2 separate regions of the Rattus norvegicus genome follow, and region 2 is linked to region 1. The links are chromatin contacts, called in public HiChIP or PLAC-seq maps. All regions are on one chromosome and are shown on one strand. The core of a region is the stretch at or near the end of the contact, and the rest is flanking DNA. Distances in the headings are between cores, read along the strand shown. Region 1 has its middle 340 kb from the start of Opcml. Region 2 has its middle 200 kb from the start of Opcml.

Evidence for each region. HiChIP or PLAC-seq counts read pairs in DNA pulled down with a chosen protein or histone mark.
Region 2: a contact with region 1 is called in an H3K27ac HiChIP or PLAC-seq map of oligodendrocytes, with 5 times the contacts expected there. The contact joins two enhancer-like sites. A contact is called at or near these places in 1 of 12 Hi-C or Micro-C datasets (Schwann cells) and 1 of 1 datasets of contacts at active chromatin or transcription factors (oligodendrocytes).

What each region holds. Positions count from the first base shown.
Region 1 is chr8:34,710,531-34,714,678 of GRCr8, reverse strand. It overlaps a transcript of Opcml not described here. Among named protein-coding and RNA genes, the nearest start is that of Opcml, 340 kb to the left of the region's middle. Within about 2 kb of position 1,923, at least 1 of the 93 cell types and tissues checked has an H3K27ac peak or open chromatin away from gene starts, as enhancers often do.
Region 2 is chr8:34,848,872-34,853,019 of GRCr8, reverse strand. It overlaps a transcript of Opcml not described here. Among named protein-coding and RNA genes, the nearest start is that of Opcml, 200 kb to the left of the region's middle. Within about 2 kb of position 2,294, at least 6 of the 93 cell types and tissues checked have an H3K27ac peak or open chromatin away from gene starts, as enhancers often do.

The DNA of each region.
Region 1 (4,148 bases), core at 674-3,173:
AGACTGGGACTCAGTCCCTTCCACCCAGCATCTTGTGTTCTTGGTTTTGTATGGGTTGATCCCTCCTTCAGAACCAACTGAAAGGCATCCTGAAAGTCCAGAAAGCACACTCTTCTGATGTTGCTCCTCCGTCTGTTTTCTGCAGATTAAGCAGAAAGGCTAAATGTTTACTACTAATTGTTTCTGTGAAAACAGGCAGGAAAGGGGAGTTATCATTAATTGTTTCTGACAAGAATTGAAGAAAGTAATATCCAGAGAGCAAGAAGAAGCAGGAATTGGTTTATTTTGAAGCCAAGACAGGGAGCCAAGAGTTGGGAAGTAGGAAGTACCTTTAGTTCTCAGACAAGAGGGCTCACAGGGGCTCACAGAAACTTAACCAATAAGCAGGGACCCTGAATAGGTCTGATCTGTGCATTCCTGTGGGCCCCTAACAGTAGGAACAGAGGCTGTCTCTGACTTTTCTGCCTGCTTTTGGGACCCTTTCATTCCTACTGGGTTGCCCCATCCAGCCTTGGTATGTCAGTTTGTTCCTAGTCTTATTGTCATTTGTTATACCACATTTGGTGGACCACCCTGGAGTGAGGATGTTCTTTTCTGAAGAGAAACGGAGGAGAAAGGGATCTGGGAAGAGGGCACATGGAGGGGGCAACTAGGATGAGAGGATGGAGGGAAAACTGCTGTAGAAATATAATATATTAAAGAAGAATAAAGAGAAAAGAAAAAATAGAGACTCAAACATGGGATTGGGTTCCCATCACAGCAGGCGTGGTTTACTCTCCTTCCCATCCTACGGATGACAATAAGTTTGAAGGAATCAGGCTGAGTACTAGAGACACTGCCAGCTTTCCTTCCAGGTGTCGGATGGTGGTGAGCAACAGTCTGGAAAGCTAAACTGCTGTTGGATCCCCACAAAAACAGAAGGAGAGAGATGTACGGAGAGCAATCAGGGCCTCTGAGAAGCTGTGAAGCCTTGCGGTGCGTCTCTCAGCCAGTCTCTTCAGATGTCTTTGCAGGGTTCAGATAATTAGGCCCAGCAGTTTCAGTGTGAATAAAGTATTAATAGGCCTCCATTTTCAAAGGGGGGAGTAGTGGAACAAAATGAGCCAAACGGACAAGGATCAAAACAGCAATTAGAGAGCAATCCTGAAAACTGAAGGAAGCCGTATGACGTTCCGGGTTGGAGAAACCAATCCCAAACAAAGCTTTAAAAACAAATCAAGCTGCTTTGTTGAAGAATCAAAGGAAACCGGTATCTAGGAAGGACCCAGTACTTGGGAATAGTAATACATTTTCGTCCCATACATCCCTTCCATCCCTATCATGCCTACCTCTGCCGAATAAATTGATGTACTACTGAAATATGTATTTTCTGGTTACCCCATGTCATTCAATCACACTGTTCCTTGGACAGGACATTCACCAGTCACTATGATCCCCAACCTTTCCTCTCTGACCCTACCTACCTGTCTGGGTTTTATTAAACAGTTCTTCTGGAGTCTTCTATAATATCTAAAGCTGTATTAGATGTCCTCCTCTAAGGCTGCAATCTTTCATCATAATCCTTTTCACATCAAACTTTAACCATTGCCTACATCAAGACATAGGACCCTGTTTGACACATATACCAACTGGTTTTGTGTGGCAACTTGACACAAACTAGACCCTTCAGAGAGGAACGAGCCTCAGTTGAAGAAATGAGTCCATTAGCTCCAGCTGTATTTTCTTCAATTAGTGATCAATAGAGAAAGGTTCAACCCATAGTGGATGGTGGATGCTGGTCCTGGATGCCATAAGAAACAGGCCAAGCAAGCCATGGGTACCAAGCCAGTAAGCAGCACCCTTCAGGGGCACTGCATCAGCTCCTGCCTCCAGGTCTCTGCCCTGTTTGAGTTCCTGTTGTGACTTTCTTCAGTGATGAACAGCAACATGGAATTATAAACCAAATAAACATTTCCTCCCCAATTTGCTTTTTGGTCTTGGTATTTTATAGCACCAATAGAAATGCTAAGAAAACACATATTAGGATCTGAGGAAGAATGTGCTGATTGTCTGGCTGGAATATCTTTTGCCATAATAAACTTTCTACCAAAGGGGCAAGCCCATCCAATGTATACTAGGAGAATGGAAATGTATAGAATGTAAAGTAGGAACAGAGCTAGTAAGCTTTACCATTGCACACCAAGACACTGGATAATGTCACCATGTGTTATTACTTTAGATCAGAATGCTATGTAGTAGGTCCTTTTGTGCTGGAGAGCGTCCAAGCTTCCAGGCAGGCAAGATGTCTAAATGGAAACCCCCTTTTAAATTCTATCTCAGAGTCTTAAATGTCAATTTTTGGACAAATAAATGCCTTCCAGACACATCTACTGTGTTGTCTATTGGGAAGAGAGAACTAGGCTTCTGCACCTTAGGCAGATAAATAGTTGTTTGTTTCCTGAGGGAGGCTGTTTATTATAACAAAAAGGACTTTGTAGGCAGTAGAATGCAATGTGTTAGAAAGAGCGTAAGTTTTGGAATTAAAATGACCTTGGCACCAATCCCAGCTCTGCAATTTACTAGCAGTATGATTTGGACCACTTTCAGTCTCCCTGAAATCCACTCCAAGTTTTGCTACAGAGGTACATATTTTAATGTTATAATACACACTTGAGCCTCAGTAATTACTATCAATGATCCCATAAATCTAGATTATAAAGAAAGAGACATGAAGGTAGAGTTGAAACTGAGAAAAGAAAGAGACCATCGGAAGGAAGAATACGAGAGGGCAATAAAGGATAAATAGAATCAAAGTATATTATATTCATGTAAACATGTCACACAGAGACACATTGTTTTACATAGATAATATAATATACACTAATTAAAAAAACAAATATCATTCCGCATCCCACCTCTTTCTGGCCCTGCAGTCCTGATTTTTTACCTTAGTAAATCTCTCTAGGTCAAGTTGACTCATGTACAAGAAGACAAGATAATCCTCTTTAGATCCCCAGTGTAAGGACAAAACTCATCTATGGATCGAGCATTCCTAATTTAGTGGCGGCAGGGTAAGAGGCACTCAGAAAACATGAGTGCTTATCATTTATTTGGTGTGCTAATTATTATGACATTTTGCCAAATAATTATTTTGTTCTGACCCATGTTAAAAGGGTCTGGATTTTAATTTCCTTGCCCTCTCACATCAGTCCAATAGTTATTGGATGACCCTAGCCTCCTTTAAACATCGATATGTTAATAACAGCCATGACATTTTCCTTGATCACATTTCCTCGTGGCCCTAGAAAGGATTGTCAGCAATCATTTAAGGCCAGAATACAGAGCCCTGGCTGTTCAGACCGTAGCTGAGAGTTTTTCTTACAGCCTCTGACTCTAACTGCCACGAAATTAATTTAGAAATACAATCACGAGACAATTGAATAAAACCATTCTCATTTCATCACCTGACAGAAGGCTGTCACAATTCAGAGGCCTTTAGAAGCAGCTGAAAGGAACATCTTCCTAAACATTCAGATTTGTTCCTAACTACAGAAGGATATTAGGTTGTTAACATAAAATTGGTCTATTCAGGTTTCTGTGTCTCCTTTAAGGAGCAGGTTGATTTCCTTTTTAGATCCACATATATTAAAGTTCACAATTAATTTAGATAACACCATGTGAGCTGATAGTAAAATGTCTAGCAATTAAATAATGAATGCTAGGGAGCCACAGTCATCAGAGATATCAGAATACACCTTTATTATAATGATGTAAAATCAGTGTGTTTTCATATGATTTAATTATAGATTGACAGGAAAAAGTGCAGAACCATAGATTAACAATTTTAGGTAACGCATATATTAGAAACTCTGTTTCCAAAACTATGATTAATATTGAGCAAGCTAAATTCATCATTGGATAAAGGAGCATTTGCAGATTTAGAACGTAATAACTCAGTATGAATAAAGATAGAAGAGCTATGACGGTGATATGAGTAGATAATCTCTCCCATGACAAGGAATAAAATGAAACTACTAAGGAATGCAGGTTTTTACTCCTAAGGCAGGCTTCACCTCATAATTCTAAGATTTTATAGGAGAAAATCTTTGCTGCAATTCTAGTTTCTGGTAGAACTAGCTTCTCCTGTGCTTCTAAAAAAGTGTAGGAGG
Region 2 (4,148 bases), core at 1,045-3,544, 140 kb before region 1:
CATGATGATTTTATTTATTAAAAATGTGCATATGGAAAGTTCAAATTAGTTGATTGCGATGGGTGGTCTGGGCTTGAGAAAAGGGCTACAAAGGGGAAGGTCTCAGGTAGACATCCAATGTATTTTATGGATTGCATATGTCTATGGGTATTTTCTTGATGACGATAATTTTCTAAGAGTGTAACACACTCAGGTATATGACACAACTTATCAAAATGTATGCTGCTAGTATGAGCAGATTCTTACAGTCCAGTCATAGACACCAGTAACACGCCAAAAGAGCTGCGGAAACCTTCAAGCATGTCAGTGGACTTTGCATTGGGTTAAATACATGGGTTGGGGAAAGACTAAGTTAACAGGAATATCTGGGAGCCACAGGTACAGTGATGGACAGTAGGAGGATGTCCTCAAGTCCGGCAAGAAATTTCAGTATGTTTGGGGAACTCTGAGAGACCTTAGAACAGAAGTTAGAAAAGTCAGAAGGCCCATTTGGAACCAGGGGGATAGCAATTTGCAGATTATATCCTTGCTAAGAAGTTTCTACTCAAAACACTGAAAACAAGTTCTCTGGATGCACTGTAATGAGGATCAGGGCGTGTGATCCAAAGCCTGACATCATCTTTCCATGCCCCTGCCCTGATCCCGGGAAGTGATGGGCAGGAGTGAGCTGGAAGCAATGTCCTGACTGCAATCAGATATAATTGCTTTCTAAGTCGGATCCCTTTCATTCCTCCCATTTTCAGCCAGGAAACGCTGCCCCAGCTCCTTTGTTCTCAACCTCTGAGTCCTTACTGTCAGCTGCTGACCACGTCTGTGTGTCTCCCACCTCTGTCCTCCTGTGTCACATAGCCCTCTCCTCACAATCTATTTTGCTTGTCCTCTTGACTTTCAGGGCACAGACCATTTATTCAAAGTTTCTTCCTATCACCCCTGGAAACAGGGCTATCATTTGCTGCCTCCTGTGAAACACAGGGGCTCCCTTGTTTCCCCATGAGGATCAACTGGGAACAAACTCATCTCTCTTTCCAACATTTGACTAATAACAACAACTTCTTTTGGAAATGGGGGAGTGTAAAAAAGACATAGGTGACATAAAAACAGGAAGGAGACTTTGGGGGTGCTTACAAAGGGGGACCATGGGTCGGAGTACTCGGGAGATAACGGGGAAGGAAAAGATAATTAAATTCACTTTATTCAAAAAATTCCATAATGCTGTCTATTACCTTGTAGGCTTACTTAAAGAAGAACAAAACAAAAGTCAACTTCTGCTTACTTGTGATTTTTTAAATACCTACTCTCCCTCTGTCAGCTTCCCGGGGCTTTGCCTCACCAGTCCTGGTTCGTCTGCAAGATCCCTGTCCTCATAGAGAGTGCCACTTGGTTTTATAACAAACCCCAGCAAAGCAGAATTCATTCAGCAAGAGAAGGGGAAGAAAAGCCTAGGTTGCAAGGACTTTATACATCAATAAGACATATGTATGAAACTGTTCAAATTGTTAATGGTTCACTGTGAAACACCCAATACCACCCAGGACAAAGCACCTTACTAACCATTAATGAATAGGCACACAGAGAAAGTGAGATAGCTCGCCAGCTCCTTTCACTGCCTTTGATAACTCAGGCTCCAGAATCATCCCTGCTGTATAATGAAAACCTCAGCCTGAATTGTATCAATGCAAATCACAGGAGCTGCCTGCAAGCTTGTGTATTATAACTTATCTGTGGGGCCAATAAAAAGATATGCCATTATCAGCCTTGTCCACTTAACTATTAATAAGGTTCCCTAGGCCCTTTCATCCCACCTCTCTCTCCAGCTCCCGCTGCTAGCACCAGGGGCCTGCTTGCCTTTCCCACTGGCAGGCTCATCCGAGGAGAGCCGAGTGCCTTAAGTGGTACAAAATGCAATGCAGGAAAAAGAAAATTACTTGACCATTGTTCAGGGACTCTCAGGTTTTCATTCTAAAGCCCAGAGAATCCCTAGGACTGAGATGCCCTCTCCCCCATCCTAAGCTACAATGTTCTTTCTGTGCCACAGAGGGCTTTTCTGATGGTTGGGGTGTCTTCAACTTCTGTCCTCGTCCTTTGAAGCACTGGTGGCAGGAGGATGATGGGGGCCAGGAACCTCAGATAACTTGGGAGGCTGTCTCTGGGCCCTGTCTTCCAGCTGTGACACTTGCATCAGGATGTGCTTCAGCTCTGTTCTCTGCCCTGTTTGCTCTTCTACAAAGTCCAGTTGCAATCCTCACCCAGCCAAGTGAGCTGAAATTGCACCCTGCGATAGCCACCAGGTGGCGGTCTTCTCTCTCAACCCAGCATCCTTGGGCGGCAGGAGGAAGCAGAGTCCTGCGAGTCAAGCTCCACAGAGAACGCCAGCAAGGTCCCTTGGCGCACGGGTTTTATGTGTAATTATTGTCACTTTCCTCTGCTGGTATTTTCTTGAACATTTCCCCCTCTTCCCAGGTCCTCCTCCTTTTCATCGTGCCTGGATTTCTACTGGGCATTTTACCCAAATGTACAGATGCCCTTTCTTTCTGGAAAACAGCCTCATCTCACATCCCTTTGAGAATCAAGTGATGTATACAGAAATGCAGTCACTGGAAGGAAATCTCTGAAAGAAAGAATCTGGCTGGCGTTTTTCTTGTGTGCCCATCTACCTCTCTGTGTCTGATACTCCATTCGGGTAAATTAACAGCCAGGCGAACTCCCATTTGATGGCACTTGCATGTCTATATGGTTTCTTGTGACCTTCACAGCATAATTCCTAACAATAAATAACTCCTGAAGTGCTATTTACCTCCACTTATTACCGAGGCCTCGCAGACAGGCAGAATGGCCTCCTGATTAACATGCGGTTAGCTGGATAACTGCTGAGACTTGACCAGAACAAGTCAGGCTTCCATGAAGTCCTGTTCCCCTTTAGTGATGTCACTTCTCTGTGGAAGAGCAGGCACAGGAGCTCCTCCTTTCCCTCCACAGATTGTCACTTATTTCCTTCAAGTGTTACTACAGATGGAGCCCTGTTTTTGAAACAGGATCCCCTCTGATAGCAATGCCTGCTAAACTTGTCCCCATCCAGTCAGATGTTCTGTGTGGCTAACCAATAATCAACCATGAATATTTATAGCATTTCGTAAAGCACCTCTACCTGCAACACTCTGGGTAAGCATGCGATGGTTTAGAGCACGGGATGAAATTTCCCCAGTGCAGAATGTGCTGAGGCTGGGTGACACCAATGCCCCCAGTGAGTGCAGTGTATCCATGCCCAGGATTGCTAAGGCAAGGATCTTCTTCTAATTGGGTACCTCTCTCCCACACATGGCCTTTGCAAACAGAAACACCAACAGTAGCTTCCTTTGTTTTGTTTAGGAAAATGCACGAAGAGTAAGTTGCCTAGACACACAAGAGAAACAAGAGGAAAGGAGGAGGCGATTCAACAAGTTGGAGAGTTGCCATAGACAACAGCTGCAAGCTTCCACTGTAGGCCGAAAAGGCAATATTGACCAGGAAGTAGCATATCACCCGTCCATCACATTCTGACAGTGTGTTCCTCACTTATATTTATTCAAAAGACCTCGGAATCCACTTAGTATGAGAAACTCATTTCTGGCATCTGCAGATGCTCAGGGATGTCGTGCCTGAGACTGAGAGTGGGAAACAGGTAAGGAAAATTAATAATTCATGTAGTAAAGCCCATTTAGTTTTCTCACTGGGAAAAAGAGGCTCCTGTGAGGGAAGACGGAGTAAGCGGTTTGGAATGATGTGCAGAGAGAGGAATACGGTTCTAGCAGGATGGGAATAGAGTGTCTGATGCAATGTCCAAGCTCTTCAGCAAAAACTAAAGCTGTCTGCAGACAAGCTGGAGCTCCTAGTGCTAACAGAGGCCCAGTTCTCCTTTCCCTGCCTCTGTCCGATGAAGACTAGAAGTATATCTACATCGAGGCACACGGGTAGAAGCTCCACAAAGCTGCTTTCTAGACCAGTAGGGAAAGCTGTGAGAAATAAGAGAAGCCTGTAGCAGCTTGGGAACCTCTAATATTAAACATAGACCTGCTTCCTGCTAGGTCAAGCAGGCTTTCAGGAGGCAGAGGGCAAAGGAAGAATGGCATCCTCATAACCTGGAGCTCTTTGAATCAGAAGTCCAAGTTCAA